Linked DNA regions of Gossypium hirsutum: region 1 is linked to region 2. Evidence: chromatin contacts called from public Hi-C data. All regions are on one chromosome and are shown on one strand. Each heading gives the region's core, a stretch centred on a gene start, on an enhancer-like site or on the middle of the called end of the contact. The rest is flanking DNA. Distances are from core to core; before and after follow the strand shown. Region 1 holds the start of LOC107897754 (pentatricopeptide repeat-containing protein At4g01400, mitochondrial). Region 2 holds the start of LOC107897751 (non-lysosomal glucosylceramidase).

What was found. A called contact is a pair of places that touch in the nucleus more often than the background predicts.
Region 1: a contact with region 2 is called in a Hi-C map of hypocotyl, with 2.6 times the contacts expected there. The contact joins the promoter of LOC107897754 here to the promoter of LOC107897751 in region 2. A contact is called at or near these places in 11 of 34 Hi-C or Micro-C datasets (callus, fibers, hypocotyl and 2 more).

What each region holds. Positions count from the first base shown.
Region 1 is chrA10:65,906,362-65,909,061 of Gossypium_hirsutum_v2.1, reverse strand. LOC107897754 (pentatricopeptide repeat-containing protein At4g01400, mitochondrial) reads right to left here and starts at 1,449. Exons shown (of 1, transcript XM_016823326.2): 1 at 736-1,449. The coding sequence starts at 1,449. The coding sequence ends at 736. It overlaps LOC107897752 (glutathione reductase, chloroplastic), which reads right to left and starts at 55. Exons shown (of 17, transcript XM_016823325.2): 1 at 1-55.
Region 2 is chrA10:65,576,278-65,579,018 of Gossypium_hirsutum_v2.1, reverse strand. LOC107897751 (non-lysosomal glucosylceramidase) reads right to left here and starts at 1,447. Exons shown (of 18, transcript XM_016823320.2): 1 at 1,093-1,447; 2 at 95-205. The coding sequence starts at 1,173.

The DNA.
Region 1 (2,700 bases), core at 200-2,699, 330 kb before region 2:
TAGCAGCCTTTCCAAAAAAAAATAAAATTCTTTTTGATAGTCAAGACAGGCCTTTATTAATACGTAAGCACTAACGTTTGCAATGACAGATAGTTGACACGTAGCACAGTCGGCTACTGCATTTGCCTTACCTCGTATATCATAGTGTGGTGTAAAATATGTAAATTGCACTAACAGTCACTCAATTTTAGAATAATTAACAAAATAGTCACTTAGGTTTCATATCAGTCACTCAACTTTTAAAAAATAATAAAACAGTCACTAACGTTATAAAAAAGTGACAAAATAATCACCGATTAACAATTTCCATTAGGGGTTAACGGGACAGCTGATGTGACAATTTAACCAGCTGATGTGGCAAGTTAACTTGCCACATTGGATGTACATAGTAAAACCCACCCAATTTAAAAAAAAATTGAAAAAAAAATAACGTTAATAATAGAGAAGAAGAAGAAGAAGAGACTGTAAAAAAAAATCTTCTTTGCCTCTTCCTCTGTAACCTTCCGCCATTGTTGTCCTGGCAATATCGATCTTTCAATTTCTTGGATTTCCCATGGACTCCATCTCAAAAAAAAAATCTTATCTGTTCAAACAAAATCTTCGCTGCTTGGTTTAAGTCAATGAGTTCTTCTACAAATCTCTACACTTTCTCTATTTGGTATTACAACACATCTAGAAATAACGCCCTTGTTTGGTCGGCTAATAATTCTCCACTGACCCAAAATTCGTCTCTTGTCATCGGCCACTGATGGTGTAATTTAATCGATTAACACAGCCAATAAAAAAGTGATGACAGGCAGGTAACTTGTCATAGCAACAGCTAAAGTTGCAGTGGTATAAACAAGGGCGATACCATTGATATCCAAGCTTAAAGTTGTCCTGAAATCTAAAATTTCGCAATAGTTGATATGATTTCTTCCACTGTAATGGCTGTGCAAAAACCTTAATAGCATCCATAGCTCTTCCTTCTCTAAGCTTCTTCTTCCTACACAAACTATTCAACAAAGTAGTATAACTCAATGAATCTGGTACAAATCTTTTATTCAACATATCTTCTAACAAATCTACAGCTCTATTCACTTGACTCTTCTTGCATACCCTTTGCATTAATATCCTATAAGACTCGACATCAGGCATAACACCTCTCTCAAACAATTTTTTGAACAGTTTGTATGCAATACTTAAGTCCCCATTCAAACAAAATGCACCCATCAAAATGTTGTAAGATTTGGTATTGGGGAAAACACTATATTTATAGGCAATCTTGAAAAGGTCGAAAACAGGCATGATGAAGTCACGATGAGAAACAAGCAGCTCAAGGATATGATTTAAGTTTCTGAGTAAAGGCTTAACATTGAATTCAAGCATTTTGTAGAACACATTGAGAGCTTTCTGGGATAAATCAGCTTCAGCATAGATTTTGATGAGGTAAGAAAAGAGAGTCGACATAGATTTTGATCGGATTTGAGACGAATGAGAAGGTTGTTGACAAGATAAAAGTGCTTGGAACCACCGAATTTGAGAATGAGGATGAGGAAGGAAGAGTAAGAATGACAAAAACCGGGTTGGGTGGTGACAACATCGAAGATTTCTTTAGCGAGGAGAGGGTCGGATTAGGCGGATATCAGTTTCAAGACTCATGTAGGGGAAGCTATTGGCGACAGCGACGGTTGCCGTTGATTTGAAAACTGGACACATCTCTATTTTTTCTCTTCTTCTTCTTCTTCTCTTTTTAAACCCTAAATTAGTGCTGATAGGGCTGTTAAATTGGTGGTAACCGGCCACCTAGAGACCGTCATCTGTTATGTCACTTTACTGTGACGTCTGTGACGGAAATGACTGTTTTGTCACTTTTTTAAAGTTAAGTGACTGAAATGAAATTAAGGTAACTGTTTTATCAGCTACCCAAAATTAAGTGACTGTTGGTGTAATTTACCTTTTTTTAATCAAAAGATCTAAACAGGCCGAAATCTCAATTAATCGCTTAGAAATTTCGTACTTATGAATTTCCTTAGGATAATTCTCATCAAAATCCCAAGAACATTTGTTATCAAGAACAAAATTACAAATAAAATCAACTGTTTTGTTGCAGCACCTAGAGGCCCACTTAACATCAACCGAAGTAAAGCTTCCCAACATTGTTCTAACTTTGTCCGCACACTGCCCAAAGATGGTGATGTCCCGTCCATTTCTATTCATCCTGTTTACCATGCAGTCGTAATATGACTTTGATAATGTATTTTTAAGTTCGAGATAATTTTAATACTTAATTTGCATTAGATGATACAAGTATTTAAGCTATTTTACTTAATTAATATTTATTTTTATATTTAAATATTGTAATTATTAAATTTTATATTTACCGAATTAATATTTAGATATTAATTTGTTTTCATTTATCAAATTAAATTAAAAATGTTACTAAATTTATTATAAAAATTTATAAAAAGAATCAAATTTTAAGAAAAACTGAGAAAAGTTTTAGGGGCTAAATACAAATTTGTCCTTTTTCTTAAATACTAATTGTAATATCAAAATAAAAAAATTAAAATTTAAAGAGACTTAAAAGAAGTTTTCCAATTAAAATTGTCTTTGATTGGTATAGCGTTAAAAATTATTTTTGAATGTAATTGCTTGTAATTACACAAAAGTGACATGTTTGAGTTACCATTATAATTGGTAGGTTCACTAAATTTGTAT
Region 2 (2,741 bases), core at 198-2,697:
CAAGGTAACCAGCACAGGATATCAAGCATACTTGCTATACAGAATTAGTTATCTCTTATCTGGAATCAGTCAAGCAGGGTCTTCTATCACTTACCATCTGTATTGCTTCCATAAATGTAACACTGAATTCTTTAAGAATATTAGCATGGCTGTTTAACCTTCTTCTCCAAGCTTGTTTTGGTGGGGCAGCACTATCAAAATTAAACTATAGAGAACCAAACCAAAAAATCATTAAAATCAGTACAGAAGAAAGCTTAAATTAATCTGAAAAAAAGAAACCACGATTATCATGTCAAATAGAATAGTTCTCATATAAAAGAAATGTGGCAGTGAAACCCAAAATTAAATCAAAATGTCACTTTTAGTCCTTTTATTCAGTCATATGTATGCAGACGGAATATTGTCATATTGCTGATTTAAGATTATCAGATATGAAATAATATCATGAAGACCCAACTCCATTAATTTGAGACGAATCACTATCAATCTCTTCCCTACAGTTGAAACGAATACTGAAATGATTCTAAGTGGCATCAAGTTCAAAACGTTTTTTCTTACTTCAAACAATTTACAGGTTTTTGACCAGACACCAGCCGCAAAAATCAACTAATCGTATGTATGGCATGAATCGTATCAGGCCAGCGATCCTTTTTTTTTTTCCTGAATTTTGACGAGACGCAAGCTCGCAGTCAAGCTCTCAGTAATGGTAAATACAAAGAAAAAGGATCATTTCCAAATATTTAAGTAAAAAATTAATTAAATAGTTCCTAAGGCATGCCTTATATGCTATCTACAAAATCACGCGCAATGATTGAATTAAATAAGAGGCAGAAAATATACAAAATAAATAGTTCAAATTTCCTACAAAATGAATTTGAAACCTTATTACTTTAGGATAGAACTAATTCTGTGGAAAAACAACCTTGCTCCTCTTAACTTTTAGACTAATACTATTTTTTTTCCTCCGCTTTTACACATTTTCTCAGGAACCAAACAGAACGAAATCAACTTATAAAAAAAGAACGCCATAATCAACAAAGTTATTCCCGTTAATATTAAGGAAAAAAAAAAGAGGCAAAACAAAAAACTGACCAATTGTAAAGTATTACGGCTGACATATTCTTCAGGCGGCCATGAATTCTTTTTAGAATGAAATAAGTTTCCAGTAACCATGTTGACTAATCAAAATTCAAATTTCCACTCCAATAATGTCCTTTCCCAAATTCATGCGATCAACAAAAGAGAAAGAAAAATAAATAAAAGCAAAAGAACTTGGAAGAAAAAGCCTCCTATACTCTAAAGATCTCTTATTTATATTTTAAAAAAAAAGAATAGAAAAGGAAAGGAAATGCTAAATCAGAGAATCGCGGGATCAGATATGTAGGGGTACTTTAGATTTCCGTGTAGAAAAACTGGACAAGCGTTAAGCATTCGTGGCGGCTTTTTTGGGATATAAAAATGGAAAAAGAAGAGAAATAAAAATTTAAAATAAAAGAAAGAGAGAGAATGAAGGGGGGACGGGTGGAGCCGTAGGGTTGGCGCGTGGAAGATCCCTTTGGACTTTGGAGCCTTGTCAGCTCTCATGGATCGCCAGGTGGGTGTCAATGTCACAATAAAGTCCAATTTCTTTCATTTTTTATTTATTTGTTAATATCATATTTCATCCAAGTTCAAAATACAATAATAATGTTAGGTTAAAATTTTGGTTTATTATCAACTCGTAATTAAAACATTATTAAAAATTATTACTAAAAAACATATTTTTATAATAATATAATTTATTTTTAAATAGAAATATTTTAATAATTTTTCAATTTAGTTATATACATTAGTATTTTTTTTATCGGAGTATGTACATACACCAATTGGATTAAAAGCTTAAGATAAGTATAGATGTTGATAACTTGATTCTTAGCCAAGTGTTGTATTTTCAAAACATATAAATTAAAAACAACAAATATTTTTAAAATTTTATTAATTATATTTTTTTGAAAATGTGAAAAATTTTGAAATTTTAATTTTTCCTAAAAGGAAAAAAGAACAGGTAAAAGGTCGATGCGTGATAGCTGCCTCCAATGGGTGAGGATGTGGGGTCATCTTTCTTTTTGGTCTTAAAAAGAATATGGTGGAGTATTTTTCTAATTAAAATTAAAAATGAAAACAAAAGTAAAAATAAGAAAATTTTTATTTGATTATTTGCTAATTTAGTGGGCGGTGCGAACTTGAGATAATATGCGGTTGTGTCGTGTGGTGTTTGTCTGGACCGCATCGCATAGCGTCCCACGCAGTGAGCAACTAACTAATTTTACTGTTTTTCCATTTTCCATACCACCTGCTCACGGGACAAATAACAAGATCCACTTGCTTGTTCATATGTTACTAAAACTTGAAAAGAATAAACTATGCTATTAATCATTAAATTATAGGTAAGTTTTTATTTTGGTCACTTAATAAAAAAGGTTATAATTTGATCACTGGACTATTTAATAGTTTTCATTTAAATCACTATACTATTAAAATCAATGTTATATGATTTTTTTTTGTTCATACTATCTGCACCAATAGAAAGCGCTTTTTCCTCTTCTCTTTTATAGTTCAGTTTGTTTTTTTTTATGAAACAATTTTGGAAGCCACAATTTGCGAACTAAAATTCAAATAACTTTTTTTCTTTAATCTTTGACATTGACCATCAAATCAACTTGGATCTAAGGTATGTGCTACTCGTCGATAGGTACTGATCC